Linked DNA regions of Danio rerio: region 2 is linked to region 1. Evidence: chromatin contacts called from public Micro-C data. All regions are on one chromosome and are shown on one strand. Each heading gives the region's core, a stretch centred on a gene start, on an enhancer-like site or on the middle of the called end of the contact. The rest is flanking DNA. Distances are from core to core; before and after follow the strand shown.

Evidence for each region. Hi-C and Micro-C count contacts between places; a contact is called where the count stands out from the background.
Region 2: a Micro-C map of caudal fin shows a contact between it and region 1, with 12 times the contacts expected there. The contact joins the promoter of prpf31 here to the promoter of phc1 in region 1. A contact is called at or near these places in 2 of 18 Hi-C or Micro-C datasets (caudal fin and hematopoietic stem cells).

The regions. Positions count from the first base shown.
Region 1 is chr16:35,136,525-35,141,142 of GRCz12tu, forward strand. It overlaps phc1 (polyhomeotic homolog 1), which reads left to right and starts at 2,115. Exons shown (of 15, transcript NM_205707.1): 1 at 2,115-2,256; 2 at 2,782-2,939; 3 at 3,061-3,177. The coding sequence starts at 2,820. It overlaps LOC108179621, which reads right to left and starts at 705. Exons shown (of 2, transcript XM_017351525.4): 1 at 662-705.
Region 2 is chr16:35,272,485-35,277,102 of GRCz12tu, forward strand. prpf31 (PRP31 pre-mRNA processing factor 31 homolog (yeast)) reads left to right here and starts at 2,777. Exons shown (of 15, transcript NM_200504.2): 1 at 2,777-2,881; 2 at 2,987-3,196; 3 at 3,288-3,348; 4 at 4,323-4,406. The coding sequence starts at 2,987. lmtk3 (lemur tyrosine kinase 3) reads left to right here. Exons shown (of 17, transcript XM_073926144.1): 17 at 1-1,052.

The DNA of each region.
Region 1 (4,618 bases), core at 865-3,364:
AGATCTAAAGTGTGTTTCCTACAGAAAGACAAAGCTGGTTATGTTTCACAGCTGTCTTTCTTTTTTTTCGCTCGACATTACGAGCACTGCTCCGTTCAAGCCCTCGCAGTCTGCGTTTACTTTTAGCTGTCAGAGCTCGCGCTGAGAGGAGCTCTCTGTAAGGGACCGTCGGAAAAGTGCTTATTTTTTTCGTTTTTTTTCCGTTTTTCTGCTCCGCTCAGCGCGAGCTCTCCCTGTTGCAAGGGCTTAAGTGTGTTTGTTTGTGTGTGTGCGTGTGTGTTTGTATGTTTGATGCTGTCTATGTTTGTGAATGTGTTTGAATGAGAGACAGTGTGTTGCTGTGTGTCTGTGTGTTTATACAGACAGCATGTTATAGCCTCCCCCCTAAAATATAACACTATATATGGAAAGCACCGTCAATGCACCGTGATGCACCGAGATATCGAATTGAACCGAATCGATGGCATGATAATCATAACCGAACCGTGAGACCAGTATAGGTTCACACCTCTAGTTGTTATGTTCACTTAATTTTATTAATTTTCCACATAGTTCATCTTACTTATTTTAGGGCAATTGGTTTACTCAGTTCTTTAAAGTAAAGTCAACAAATCACTTATGTTTTTTTCTATATAATGTAGTGGAGGAAATAAATACTCACTGAGGTTTCCGTCTGATCTGAGCAGTCAAATGTTGAGACTTCATGAAGGCTTGACTATACCTGTACTTATGTTTTCAAATGAAGTGTCGTCCTGAAGAGCAGGTCAGTCCAGAATGTAAATGAGCCCTTGCTATGTAAAAGGTTTTATGAGTCACATAGTCAGTGCCAGTGTGAGTCATACAGCAGTGACTTGCATGAATGTCTTTGAAAGAGGAACATTACTTGGCTTTTGGATGTTGAAGTTGTAAAACCAAACTAATTAGCACCATGTAAAATATTTTAAACTGGGATTATTGTTGCAATACATTTCTTGGCCAAATCAAGTCAGTAAGTTGAAAGAAATATAAACTTGATGGATGCACATGTAACAGTCATGATTTAAAAAAAAAAAAAGAGAAAAACTGTAGTAGTAATGTGTTTGGAAATGGAAAAGTGAAACAGAACGTATTTTTGTTTGATTAACATTAGTGCATTGGAAACTAACAAGAAAAAAATATTAAAATACAATTAATAAATGCTGTAAAAAGTTTATGTGGTCATATGCCAATAATTTAAGTGATTATCCATTGTTAACAAATAAGATGTCACAGTGGCACAGTGGGTGGCACGATCGCCTCACAGCAAGAAGGTCGCTGGTTTGAGCCCCGGCTGGGTCAGTTGGCATTTCTGTGTGGAGTTTGCATGTTCTCCCCATGTTCATGTGAGTTTCCTCCGGGTGCTCCTTTCCCCACAAGTCATGCTCTATAGGTGAATAGGGTAAGCTAAATTGTCTGTAGTGTTTCCCAGGGATGGGTTGCAGCTGAAGGGGAATCCGCTATACGTAAAGCATTTGCTGGATAAGTTGGTGGTTTATTCTGCTGTGGTGACTCTTGGTTAATAAATGGACTAAGCCAAAAAGAAAATAAATGCATAGATAAATAACATTAATACACTTTAAAATGTTAATGTGGTCATATCCCAATAACTACAGTCCCAATCCAATGTTAACAAATAGGACCTTTTCAAGCTTTGTCATAGTTAGATACATTTTACCTTTTTTTTACCAAATCAAAATGTTTGATTAAAAATTCAAAACCTTTGGTGTACTTTACTCTCCTGTTGGCACCAATCTTGCACAGTTTATGGTAGAACTTTTGGCAATCATGTGTATCTGCTGGGTTCTGGAAATATTTGCAGAATAATTGGAGGTTGTCCAAAGAGTTCACCTGCATGATAGTGTCTGTATTAAATCTCAATTCAATTCATATTTATTTCTATAGCACTTACAATGTAGATTGTATCAAAGCAGCTTTACATAGAAAGTTCTAGTAATAGACACTTTTATTATGTAATTTTAAGTCACCGATGCAGACTTTTATTTGGCACGTCATTTTTTGGCGCCGGAAAAAGTATAGTAAACAGTATAGGAGGGCGGGGCGGGGTTTCCATCGCTTTTTTGAGCCTCATCACAATCACCGTTGTTTGAAGAATTCCAACAATACTTGCAAAGACCAGTTGTAAAGAGCGGAACTGCATTACATCGAAAACTACAGCACCGAGGTGTCATTTTCAGAGCATTGCTTCCGTTAGGAGAGTAGGAAGCCGACCGCAGAGAGGTAAAATTATGTCTGTTTGGCACTTTGGGAGTCGTCAGTTCGCCAACATTTTTTGCTGCAGCGTATAAGATACTGTGGACGGACATGGTGGTTTTCCCCCCCAAATGTACCTCTTGTGCTAATGGACATGCTAAATTATGCCTCGTGCATGCTGCTGTTTTGTCTCAAATGCTTCGTAACTTAATGATACGTGAATTTTACAGAGAACTAATGTAGCAACACCTCGATCATTCATCACCCGCAGATGACAGATAACCACAACCGCTGTTTATTCATTACTGATGATATCTACATTTAAACTACGTGATTTCTGTGCGTTATTTTTGAAATATAACGTTACTTTATATACAGATTTGAACAGACTAGAGCGCTCCTGCAAGTTTACAAGTCTGTCTGACAGAAAGTGTTCAAACTGTTTGATTGTATTTGTTATAACTAGCCGTTTTAATTCACATTTAATGAATGAGAACAGCGTTTAATCTCTTCTAAATCGTTTGTTTATGCATATTTTTCTCTGGTATTCAGTTACAAAGTTTGATTGACTGGTCGTCCATCCAGTGAGCATGGAGGCAGGAGAAGACCAGACCAACTCCAGCTCAACCAATAGCAGCGCAGCTTCAGGGGGAAACTCCCGCCCTCCTCAGATAGCTCAAATGTCTCTCTATGAAAGGCAAGCTGTTCAGGTGGGTCAGAAAGCCTGCAGTCTGAACTAATAGCCAGATTGAAGTGTAATTTAAATCACTTGTTAACATTCGTGTGTTAAATTGAGGGAAACATAGTTGTTTGTGCTTCTCAATGTTATAGGCACTGCAGGCCTTACAGAGGCAGCCCAATGCAGCTCAGTATTTCCAGCAGCTGATGCTGCAGCAGCAGATCAACAGCGCAACCTGTCAACTCCACAACCTGGCTGCTGTGCAACAGGTGAGACTCTTTAGACCAGGGGTGCCCAAACTTTTATTATGAAGGGCCAAAAACAAACTTTATTGAGGCTAGTGGGCCGAATTTGTTTAATAATATTTAAAAAATATATATAAAACATTGCTTTATATTAACTAAAAGGGTATATATTTTTTACATTTTATAATGAACTTATTACAGTAAAAACTAAAACAATCTCATTTATAATAGAGTTGCACTGTTTTTTGCCTTGATTTGCTCTGACTTGTTGAGTGACAGTATTTACATTTTAAAAACACAGATTAATTTACATTTAATTGAAACATTTCATTTCAGTTTGCTTTTTTGTTGCTCGGTAACAAAACAAACACAAAAAAAAGGTTACATCAAATTAGAAATGATAATCTCTATTAAAGGCATTCTCCCCAATCCTCTTATTCTCAAATGGGATGTTGAGCCAACTCAAGGGTTACTATGGGCCAACTTTGGCCCACGGACCCTACTTTGGGCATCTCTGCTTTAGACCGATCAAAAAAAAAGATTGTATTTGATGAAACTCTTCGATATTGAAAAGACCTGACATCACAATATTTATTTTTTTTGCAATTTTAATAGCTCTGTTTGGCAAGATTTCAATAATTTAGATTAAGTCTTTTTCTATGCAGCGCATCTTCATGAAATATAATAAATTATAAGCATATACAAATAACATATCAAAAGCAAGTTAAATAAACAGTGCTTTATGGTTTTATGGGGAGTGTAACAGTATTCAAGTACAGAAATGTAACAATTAAACATTAAATAACATGTTCAATATTCTATAAATAATACAAATAAATTATTAATAAATGTAATTGAAACAATAAAATTTTCAAAATTATCTTGTTACAGTAAATTGGGCTGTTCGATTTAGGAATAATATGTAATTATGTTTTTTTTTTTTACAGATGTTGTGATTTCAATTTAATTTTGTAGTCAAGCCTCAGTTCAGTATTCTGTATCGTAGCTTCTTACGGCTAAAATGCAGTGAGTGTTAGTTTAAAAAGTTATATTTTATATTTTATAAAAATAAAAATATTAATTTATATTAAAATATATTTAACTTAAGTTAAACATTTATTCAAATTTGTTTTTAATAATCCGAAATGAAACACTAATTTTTCACTACAGCAAACAGTAAGCACAAATCAAATGACCCTACCTTTCTGTTAACATGTTAAACTGAAATTAGGGAGATAGTGTAGCTTATTATAAAAACAAAAATTATAATTATGAAAGTACAGAACCAACATGGCTGAAACAACTCTGAAATTGTAATTTGCTATTGCTTGCTACTAGATTGAGTGTCACTAGCAATACATTCAATTGACTTTTTAGCAAGACATTCCTCATATAGCCACCTGTGGTGCTTTTTTAGTTGCTGGTTGTTTTATTTCCTCGTGCTGTGGCAACAGCTCATACAAAT
Region 2 (4,618 bases), core at 1,527-4,026, 140 kb after region 1:
AGAAAGTACCTTCAAACAGCCAAAAACCTTGGGGTTATGTAAAATCTGACATGTACTTTCGGCTATGCAATGGGAGTCTTATTATGTACCAGCTTAACTGTTCTATTTTCATGGCTTCTTGAAGTACGTTTGTATTTTAATCCCCTTAAATGAAGGGGCGCACTTTCTCTGACCAGTACCTGTCTATTTGTGAGCTTAGAAATATTGACATTGTAAATTTGTTCCCATTGCAGTCAGACATTCTTGTAGTTTGTGGTCGAGGACGGCATCGTCTCTCCAAATCACAGCAGTGCAGTTCTCATTTAGCATTTGTACAAACTAAAAATCTAATTGCAACAGAATACGAACTCATTTTAAAACCCATTTATTTTAAATGTATTCTTAGAATGCATGAACAAACTGCAACTGTTATGTTTTATACTGTATTTTTTATTGCAAATGTTATTTATTTGTTACTTGTTTATTCCACATTTGTTTGTTTTGTTTTTATCTAAATGTAAGTTTGTCTGTAAGCTTAATTCACCTCATATGTTGAAGTAAACTGTATATTTGCTTTCTTTTATTTTACATTTATGCCATTTTCTGTTTTAATCGGATTAATAACCGCCTCAACGAACATATATCTTTGCATAGATACAAACACTTTGAAATGTTTTCTCTAATTTAGCTCTTTGTAGATGTCGATCTGTATCTAGTTGTCCTATGATGTGTCTCTCCGCAGGTGTTATTTTCTAATAATGTATTTGACATTAGCTTTTCCTTTATTCTTTTTAAAGCAGTAATTATTGCTTGGCATGAAAAAAGAGATAAATCAGCACACATTATGAATAATTGACTTATTTATTATTTATTTATTTAATTTCTTTTAGTTTTTATTATTATTCATGCAAATGTCTGAGGGAAGACTCTAGGTCATTACGTCATGTTCAGCATTTGTTTCATTTAGAGGTTTCATATTATTCTGTAAGAAGCTGAGGGACTGAAAATAACATGAAAACTGTGAAACATTTATTGAACTGTTTGATGACAATAAATTGTTCTGTCTTATAATATCATTGTTGTCACCTTGCATTGTAATATATAAAATAGTGCATGTATGTTTAGCTCATGTTTCACAATTTTACTAAAATAACGTGTTCTAGTTGTATTATAACGTTTTTATAATATTATTTAAAATCAAAATATCTATTAAATCTTTTTTTTGAAGCACAATTTAATTCACAATTTATATGCTATGTTCATAACATCTTTATTATTCTGTTATTTATTTTTTACAGACACACACACACACACAAATATTAATATAATAACCAAATAAAAGAATTTAGGTTGATGTCAGGCTTTTCAGCAATGTAATGTAATGTGTATTTGGGAAACTTTTCAACTACGGGCACTTTTAGTCTTGTGAAGTTGAGTAAAAATTAACAAATCCTGGCCTCAAGTTTAAACAATTTGTCTAGTTTTAAGATGTGTAAGAGCACAAACTTAGATAAGAAGAGAGATTGTTTATATTTAACATTTTTTCCATCATAAAATGAGCAAACGTCATTTCCATCACATCTCAATATACAGCTTTTATTTCAAAATGAAATCAATTATGGCAGTAAAAAGTTGTCTGAGATCCTTTTTATATCCAGTTTAACCAATCTTTCCATAATGTGTACAATAATTATACATTTGTCAATTAAATAAATGAGTCTCTTAGGACCAAATGCTGAATTGTACACCTGTCACACTCTAAAATTTAATTTGATTAAAAGCTTATTACAAAATAAATGAATTTGTATTAAATAGAGCATGAGCTCATAAATTGTGAATTCATTTTTAAAGTGTGATAAGAACTTAAATTTTTTTTTTAAATATGTGTGGTGATGGAAATGACAGCTGTGGTGGAAATGACCAAATCAGTGTTAATGTAGAGAAACGTTAGACTAATATTAGAAAAATAATTGAACTCTTAAACTCACACTTTTTAAACTCAGTTTACAAAATTACTAAGTATAACCGCACAGTTTTGCATGTGTAGGGCTGTGATTGATCTAAAAACTGATTTGTCTAGCAGATGAACAGTAACAGTGCACTGTGAATGTCAATATTATTCAAATATTATACAAATTCGTTTTAAAATAAAAGTATTACACATCTACAGTTGGACAATGAGACTGAAAGGCCTGGTTTTAGAGCACAATAATTCATTAGAGCGATGGAGACTATTGGAGCGATATGGCGGAGAGGGTAATGCTGTCACCTCGGCTGGGTCAGTTGGCATTTCTGTGTGGAGTTTACATGTTCTCCCCATGTAGGCGTGGGTTTCCTCTGGGTGCTCCGGTAACGGTTTCCCCCAAATACATGCGGCACAGTTGAATTGGGTAGCCTAACTTGGCTGTAGTGTATGTGTGTGAATGAAAGTGTGTGGGTGTTCCCTGATGTTGGGTTGCGGCTGCGTAAAACATATGCTGGATAAGTTGGTGGTGTGGTGCCACTGTGGTGCCCTCAGATGAATAAAGGGACTATGTCAAAGGAAAAATGAATGAATGAAAGAATGAAGTTTACAAACTTCATTTATTAATTCATTTGCCTTCGACACCATAGTGGAATGAACCTATATACCTTAAACAAATCCATGCATCCAAATTATTGTTAATCATTCAAAATTTAACTTCTTTCATGTCCAAAATGTGTACAAGGAGCAAAAAAAAAACAAATAGGTCATGGACTTTTTTATTTCGAATCTTCCTGAACACATTTCCCAGAAGCCTTTGCTGTGAAACATGTGACGTATTTACTGTGCGACTGCAGATCGTTGTTTGGCGTTTGTAAGTCGTTGCATGTTGGCTTCTGTTCTTTCCATAAAGTGAGAAGAAAACAGGCGGGTTGAGTTGTAAGTTTGGTCTGATTTTACCTTGAACACTTTCTTAAAGATTGCGATTATCAAACAGCAGTGTTTATTGTCTAGTTGTGATTTATTTTCTCACTGTCTTCGTAGATGTCTTTGGCAGACGAGCTGCTTGCGGATTTGGAGGAGGCAGGAGAAGAGGACGGGCTGTATCCCGGCGGAGAAGAGGGAGAGAGTGATGGAGAGCCCGGAGAAAGACAAGTTGATGGAGGACTGGAGGACATCCCGGAGGAGATGGAGGTGGATTACAGCAGCACGGAGAGCGTCACGTCCATAGCTAAACTACGACACAGCAAACCGGTCAGTTTCTGACATCAATAACTCACACACAGCTTCATTTCAGATCTATTTTTAGAACCTAACTTATTGCAGACTTGTTGATATGTTGCAGTTCGCTGAAATCATGGATAAAATCAGTCACTATGTTGGAAATCAACGCAAGAATTCAGAAGGTAACGTTGAGGTTGTTTTTATTCACACATTCAGACTTTGGTGTTCAATAAAATACTAAAGCAGATTTTAAAAGCCTAATACAGACTATTTATAATGACGTAATAATTTAAACACAAAGTAACTACTTGTGACAAGGTCCCTGCATTGTTTGTCACGCTACTTTGGATATTATTTCTGAAATCCAATTCAGGCTAAATATTCAGACTTCAAAACAACATTAGTTCTACTGTTTGACTGCACAATGTTGTATTTTCATAGTCATGGGCTCCTGATATGATTTCTCTATTTAGAATTTGTAAAATACTTCCCTGAAATTGCATTAAGAGGGTGAGAGTCAGAATGTGCAAATATAAAACTAACTTTACATCAATGAAGATAAGTAGTAACTTTTTTTTTTTTTTTTTGTAAAGCGTGCTGGTGAACATTTATTTTAACTTAAAAAATTAAGTCAAAGAATCAGGATCCATATCATTGTGACATAGATGAAAATGATCTAAAATATTGGTCCAGAATTGAGATAATCTAGGTCATCCACAGAACATACAACTCAGATCTGCTGGCTTCAAACCACATCTGGAGCAAGATGAATCTGACCCTGAATACATTTTTGCCAGCTTACTCCTTGATAGGTGAAGACTATGAAGCCCCTTAAACTGTAGAAGACCATGTCTAATACATATAGAGAATACTAATTTTAATTAACGTTGTTTAAAAGGGATGGTGAAATTAGGTATTAAAATCTGCTCACCCTCAATGGTTCAATGAGGTTTTTGTTTTGTTTTATTTTGTTGAATACAAAAAATGTAAATATTTTGATGATAAATTTGAAAACTTTAACCATTAACATCTTTATTAAAAGCAAACACTATGGAAGTCAAGGGTTACAGGTTTTATGTTCAACCAAAGAAATGAATTTAAACAGTTTTAGGCACAAGTGAAACTTTTTTTAACATGGTATTTCCTCTTTTTTCAGTGTCTGGACCGGTTGAAGCAGACCCAGAGTACAGGCTCATTGTTGCCGCCAACAATCTGACGGTGGAAATAGACAACGAGCTTAGTGAGTTCACTGTTTGTTTTATACCTGTGTATTAAATTCACATTATATGAATTGTAACACTAAAGCTATAAAGGCAAATTTCAGATATATTTGCTTAATTATTCATTTTTCCAAATGAGCTTTTACCATGATTCTGACTGTTTTTGCATTTTAATATTCTGAATTTGAAATTCTGTGAAATTCTGCATACATTATTTTTTTACATTGTATTA